Linked DNA regions of Mus musculus: region 1 is linked to region 2. A link is a contact called in public promoter capture Hi-C data. All regions are on one chromosome and are shown on one strand. Each heading gives the region's core, a stretch centred on a gene start, on an enhancer-like site or on the middle of the called end of the contact. The rest is flanking DNA. Distances are from core to core; before and after follow the strand shown.

Region 1 (3,589 bases), core at 20-2,519, 250 kb after region 2:
GTAGTCACTGGGCTGTACCAGTGGTCTCTACCCAAATGTTTACTTTTTACACATGTATTGTGTATGGAGTGGCTGTGTGGACACATGTATGTTAGAGAGAGCTTGCCCATGTAGGTACATGTCGAGACCAGAGGCAGACATCAGGTCTCCTCCTCTGTTGCTCTCTACCTTGACTTTTCTTTTGAATTTTAAAAGATTTTCAAAAATCCTCTGCGTATGTAGGCATGAGAGGAGTATGTACATATGAATGCCTTCAGAGGCCAGAGGAGGATTTGGGTCCCCTGGAGCAGCAGTCACAGGTGGTTCTGAGCCACCTGATGTGGGTGCTGGGAACGGAATTTGGGTCCTCTAGAAGAACAAACAGGTGCTCTTAAACCCTAAGCTTCCCTGTAGCCCTGGCCTCCTCTGTGTCTCTTTGTTCTTTGGAGACAGAGACTCTCACTGAACCTAGAGCTCTGATTGGCCAGCTGTCCTGTGGGCTCCTGGACATCACCCCACACACACACACACCCGCATCCCTCTGATCCCAACCATGTATCAGAGACCAAAGCAGCTATGGCTTTGGTTCCAATGCCAAAAGGAGTTTGGAGAATGGAAACAGATGGTCCCTCTCTTGTCAGGACGGCCCTCATTTCATTTACTGTCATGCGAGAGCCTCTGAGCCCTCGCTCTGTATTAATCTCACTCGTTTCCTTTTGTCTCCTGTCAGATTCTTGGCTTCAGCTTACTTACAAGCAAGATAACCATGGCCACAGAAAACAGCAAGATGCTGATGAACATGATTCCATACAGGTCAGCCGTCACACTTCCCTCCTCTGTTGCTTTTGGGTTTGGTTTGCTTTTTGTTTTTTCAAGACAGGATTTCTCTGTGCAGCTCTAACTGTCCTGGACTCACTCTCTAGACCAGGCTGGCCCTGAACTCAGAGATCTACCTTCCTCTGCCTCCCAAATGCTGGGATTTAAAGGTGTGCATCACCACGGGGCATCACTCCACTTTTCAATATTGCTTTTCCTTTATTTTTGTAGCAGGGTCTTGCTGTAGGTGGCTCAGCCTCAATCTCCTGGCTCGGCTTCCCCAGGGCTGGGGGGACAGGCATGTGCCCGCATGACTACCAGTTGTTCTCTCTCAGCCTCTCCCCACACAACCTGGCTCACAGTCTTTTCTAGGACTGTTTGGCTACTGCAAAGTTCACTCAGCACACAGGTCCAGTTCCTAGCTTTGTGGGTAGGATCAAGTATAGAACCCAGAGGTTTGTGACCACGAAGCGGCTGCCACGGCGCCTTGTCTCTTCCTTATTCACTGTCTTAGTTAGGGTTTTACTGCTGTGAACAGACACCATGACCAAGGCAAATCTTATAAAAAACAACATTTAATTGGGGCTGGCTTACACGTTCAGAGGTTCAGTCCATTATCATCAAGGTGGGAGCATGGCAGCATCCAGACAGGCCTGGTGCAGGCAGAGCTGAGGAGAGTTCTACGTCCTCATCCAAAGGCTGCTAAGACTGACTTCCCAGGCACCTAGGGTGAGGGTCTTAAGCCCACACCCACAGTGACACACTTATTCCAAACTGGTCACACCTATTCCAACAAGGCCACACCTCCAAATGGTGCCACTCCCTGGTCCAAGAGTATACAAACCATGACACTCACCCTCTGTCACTTCCTTACACGGGCCTGCCAGCTTGTCAGACATCTGCTGAGTACCCATAACACCAGAGACTTGATTCTTTTTTTCTGTAGGTATTATGGGTATCACAGAGGCCCCCCCCCCCTTTCTGGTTAACTTTCAAGAGCAGAATAACAAGGCCAGGCATGTAGTGCCCACATGTAATCCCAGCATTTGGGGGTGGAAGCAAGAGGATCAGGAGTTAAAAGGCTAGCCCTGGCTACATATCAATCATGAGGCTAGCCTGGGCTGAATGAGATACCCCGACCCCAAGTAAAACAACAAAGAGATGGGATGAGAGATGTTCTCTAGTGCCCCTGCTAGGAAACACAGGATTCGGTGTTCAGAAGAGAACTGTTGCTTTGCGTTGCCTACTTGATTGTGGGTTTCAGCTGCTCCCCCATCCCTCTCCCTCCTTTTCTTCGTCTTTAGACTGTGCTGGGATTGAAGCTAGGGCCTCATGCAGGTTAAGCAAGCACTCTGCCATTGAACACCATTTTCCTCTTAATTGGGTAGGTTATCTTTGAGAGGCAGCTCTGAGGAACTCACGGTTCCTCTGCATTCTGTTTCATCTGTCACATGACTCTTGCTACCGCTGGACAGTTGCCAATTTTGAGTTTAATTAGAAAGGACTAGACAGCAGTGTTATAACCCACAAGCAGACTTCTGAAGAATACTGCTTATGACTCCACACTGCACACAGGGGAGTCCCAAAGCCTTGGGGATGTTGGCTGAGCTCCAAGATAACAGGGGGGCTGTTTGATATGATCATGTTGAACCGTGCCTGTATCCTAACTGTTTCCTGTGAAATGCAGTGAGAGCCGAAGAATGCATCTGGCATTCTATTTAATAGCAGAGATGTGATCAGATACCACCTCTATACAATGTTGGGGGGGCTATACAATAACAGAGACATGCTCAGATACCACCTCTATACAATTTGGGGGGGGCAGGGTACAAGGAAAAGTCTGGTGGCAATGTGTGTGTGTTTTCTCTCTCTCTCTCTCTCTCTCTCTCTCTCTCTCTCTCTTTCTTTCTCTCTCTCTCTCTTTCAAGACAGGGTTTCTCTTTGTAGCCCTGGCTGTCCTGGAACTCCCTCTGTAGACCAGGCTGGCCTCAGACTCACAGAGATCTGCCTGCCTCTGCCTCCCAAGAATTTACTTATTTTATGTATATGAGTACACTGTGGCTGTCTTCAGACACAGCAGAAGAGGGTATCAGATCCCATTACAGATGGTCGTGAGCCACCATGTGGTTGCTGGGATTGGACTCAGGACCTCTGGAAGAGCAGTCAGTGTCCTTAACCACTGAGCAATTAGATAAGCTATTGTCTCTTAAATTAGTTAAGCTATTATTTGCTCTATAGGAAAGTCTACCACAACAACAGCATTCCTACATGTGTTAGTATAGAGCTGGTCTCATTGTGGATCTTTTTATTGTTTTCTGGAATGGCATCCAAACATGCAGTCATGTGCATTTGTCTGTTTAGTGAAATGATAAAAAATAATGAAAACAAGCATTTTGAACACACACACACACGACACATATACACATACACATATGCACATACACAGTCACATGTACACACACATACAATATAGACAGATACATATATACATGTACACACAATGCACATATATACATAAACATATACACTTGCACACATAGACACACACATTACATACAAACATATAGCCACACCACATGCACACAACACACACATCCACACTACACGTACATACACACACTTGTACATACACACTGGTACACACTACACACACATACATACACAGAAAGACACACACAGGCACACATGGTTGATGATGGGGAAGCAGAAGTGGAATTCGAAAGATAGGAATTGCAAATAGCAAACAATCTGTAAAAACCTTAGAAGACATTCCCAAGACTTAGAAAGTTATCCA
Region 2 (3,270 bases), core at 235-2,734:
GTCTAAAAACGAGGGCGGCATTTTTAAAGGCAGGGTATGCAAGGGATGGAAAGGCATTTCTGTGGCCAGTTTGTAAGGTATTTACTTTACCATTGCCTTGCCTGAGAGGAAAATGAACTGTAGATAGTGTCAGGAAACAGGAAGCCGGGGGCAGAGTCGCTTGTTAGTTTGACATTTCATGCAAACAGACCTTTGGGGTGCAGCTAGTGGAGTGGGCACATCACCCTTGTGTAAGGCAAAACAAGCCACCCAAGGAAATGTTCTGGTGTGAGGAGTAGTGGAAGCAGCCATGGGGCAGGTCCAGTGTGACCTGTGGAGCGCCAGCTGATGTCCTCTCTGTGCCTTAGGATAGGGACCTGTTATTATGTGGGGCTGGAAGACTTGGAATCAGCCTTGGGAAATGTTTCTAACTCCTGCTCCTTTGTTTGATGTCCTGACAGCCCATGAGAGATTGTGACCCATATTTCGCAGGGAAAGCTGTAAAGATCCGGAGGGGAAAGTGATTTAGCCACTACCAATTCAAAGTTCCCAGATCTAGAAAGCTCAGTTGACAGGGCAGGTGGACATCGGGCCTTAAATCCCTGCATAAAACATCATGCTTTGGGCTGTGAGATGGCTCAGAGGGTAAAGGCATGTTCCAGCAAGCCCCGATGATGTGAGTTTGATTCCTGGGACCCATATAATAAAAGGAGAGAACTGGCTTCCGAGAGATATCCTCTGATCGCCACATGTGTTTCTCTTCTCCCTAATAATTGAATTATAAAAAATTAACACATTTAAAAAGTCATACTTTGCCTCAAAAATACTTTCCCATATTCAGTCAGGATGGTGGGGGATGAGAGGGTCTTTGGGTATTGGGGGGGGATGGGAGGGTCTTTGGGTATTGGGGAACCTCAATCCTGAGGGATCCAGGCTGGTTTCGTTCTCCCTGGGAGTCCAGATCTGGATACTGTCTGCATACCTAGGAGTGGTGGGACCCATGCTCTCTTGCAGAGGATGATGTCATCTGGCAGATTGTGGAATTGCTCAAGAAAGCTGGAGACCAACTGGAAGAAGAGGTGAGGAGGCGCAGGCATCAGAGAGCGCCTGCAGAGCTGCTGCAGCTCCCGGTTCGTGCCCCGCCTCCCCGTCCAGTTAGCCCCACTCCCTAATTCCAGAAGCCACCTCCCGCTCTGGGTCGGCCCTGTCTGGGGTTGCCTTTCGCCTCTCCTCAAGGCCAGGGATCTAACCCAGTTTCTTTCTCCTCCCCACAGCAAGTGCAAATCCCTCAGCCAGAAGCGGTTCCTCCACGAAAGCCAACGCCACTCCCCAGGAAGAAATCCCAGGAGAAGAAGTCCAGCCTGAAGAGAGTCTTATCCCTCAAGAAGCCTGCCTCTGAGGAACCCAAGAGAGTCGGCACAGCCACTACCCTGGGCCCAGAAACCCGGCCCAAGAGGCCCAGCTTCCTACCCCTGTGTGTTAGTAGCCAGCGAGCTTCCACCTCCAGCAGCCTTGGTAAGCAGGCTCTAGCAGTTGCCATAGCAACTGCAGCTGCCTCCTGCTCTGGAATCTTTCTGATGCCCACACTATGCCTTGAGCAGTGTAGGGAGGATGGAGATGGAGAAGAGATCAAAGCTTTTCCCCTCCACATGGTCTCACTTGGGTACAAGTGGGATCCCTCAGAGCCAGAGCCGGAGGGAGAAGGGCTGGTCTCGTTGGCTCTTCGTGGGCGTTAGGGTGGATGGGGGCTAGACTTGTATGACACCGTTGTCAGGAGAGCGTGGATTTGGGGTCATAAGAGGAGAGATTTTCATGCAAGGCGGTTTAGGCCATGGCTCTTCTTCATTCGTGGCACGGAGCCAGGCACCTTCTGCCCCCTAGTGGACCAACCGAAAACAGCGGCTAGGTAAGGAAACCCCATGGAAAGAAAAAGAGAAGCCAAGGAAAGACAGTTCTTTTCATGCAGAGAGCATGGTCGGGGTCCGCAAACAGAGCCCCAGACCCGGCATAGCCTTGCAAGCCTTGCAGAGCCCACGGGTGGCGTACACTGGCACCTGCCCAGGCTCAGGTTGCTGGGCGTGGCTGACACACACACTGACTGTGACTTTCTGCTTCCCAGACTTGGAGGCGCCTGAGTTCCAAGAGGTCCCGTCTGTAGATGGTGGAGGCTCCCATCCCTCTGAGCTCCACACACCAGCTGCCATATTTCAGGGACCCGAGGAGAAGCCACTGCTGGACAGAGCCTCCGAATCCAGTTAGTCCCTTGCCCCTCAGAAACACCCCCCTCCGCCACCCCTACCCCCCCACCTCCAGCAAATAGCCCATCTGTCTAGACTCTGCCATTTGGAAAGGGCAAGTTGAGGCAGAGCGAGGGAGGCCAAGGCCTATTTCAGTCTCTCTGTGGGAGGCCTCGGGCTGTGGAGACAGCACATTTCACCCGTTAGCCTCAGTTTCCCCATTTTGCAAGGCTGGACCTTGAGATTTGCTGGAAGTTCTAATTGAATGACTGCCTGTAAGGTATAGCAGGGTCGGCCTGTCAGCCAACAGGTTGTGTTGCTACCGAGCGTGGTTATTGCCGTTAGGTGGGCGGCTGAGAGCTGCCGTGGTGCCAGGAAGGGGCTGAGAACACAGAAGGGAGGTTTCCATACAGTTATCGGTTTTATTATTATTATTATTTGTTTTTGTTCGAGACAGGATTTCTCTGCATAGTCCTGGCTGTCCTGGAACTCACTCTGTAGACCAGGTTGGCCTCGAACTCAGAAATCTGCCTGCCTCTGCCTCCCAAGTGCTGGGATTAAAGGCTTGCGCCACCACTGCCCGGGTTTTTTTTTTTTTTTAAAGATTTATTTATTTACTTATTTTATGTATGTGAGTATACTGTCACGTTTCTCAGTCACACCAGAAGAGGGCATCAGATCCCATTAGAGATGGTTGTGAGCCACCATGTGGTTGCTGGGAATTGAACTCAAGACCTCTGGAAGAGCAGTCAGTGCTCCTAACCTCTGAGCCATCTCTGCAGCCCCATCAGTTGTTTTTTTTTTTTTTTTAAGATTTACTTATTTATTTTATATCACTACACTGTAGCTGTCTTCAGACATACCAGAAGAGGGCATCAGATCCCATTATAGATGGCTGTGAGGCACCATGTGGTTTCTGGGAATTGAACTCAGGACCTCTGGAAAAGCAGTCGGTACTCTTAACCGCTGAGCCATCTCTCCAGTCCCCACAGTTATCAGTTTATTGTTGACAGAACCAAGCCTGGATCTAAAATACTGTCTAACATCTGGAGAC

The links. Promoter capture Hi-C pulls out the DNA fragments that hold promoters and counts their contacts.
Region 1: a promoter capture Hi-C map of the HPC-7 cell line shows a contact between it and region 2, with 3 times the contacts expected there. The contact joins the enhancer-like site here to the promoter of 1700030A11Rik in region 2. A contact is called at or near these places in 12 of 39 promoter capture datasets (the 3T3-L1 cell line, the C10 cell line, the HPC-7 cell line and 7 more), 3 of 484 Hi-C or Micro-C datasets (the HPC-7 cell line, bone marrow-derived macrophages and cortical neurons), 5 of 115 datasets of contacts at active chromatin or transcription factors (bone marrow-derived macrophages, craniofacial prominence, embryonic basal ganglia and 1 more) and 2 of 9 other capture datasets (adipose tissue and macrophages).

The regions. Positions count from the first base shown.
Region 1 is chr17:28,656,796-28,660,384 of GRCm38.p6, reverse strand. It overlaps Slc26a8 (solute carrier family 26, member 8), which reads left to right. Exons shown (of 20, transcript NM_001290320.1): 8 at 710-792. Among named protein-coding and RNA genes, the nearest start is that of Slc26a8, 31 kb to the left of the region's middle. Within about 2 kb of position 1,269, at least 26 of the 459 cell types and tissues checked have an H3K27ac peak or open chromatin away from gene starts, as enhancers often do. A contact at or near this core is called in the HPC-7 cell line and embryonic basal ganglia, where this site is marked.
Region 2 is chr17:28,903,479-28,906,748 of GRCm38.p6, reverse strand. It overlaps 1700030A11Rik (RIKEN cDNA 1700030A11 gene), which reads right to left and starts at 1,484. Exons shown (of 3, transcript NR_045457.1): 1 at 1,450-1,484; 2 at 962-1,046; 3 at 1-745. Bnip5 (BCL2 interacting protein 5) reads left to right here. Exons shown (of 12, transcript NM_172450.3): 4 at 994-1,058; 5 at 1,254-1,494; 6 at 2,099-2,233.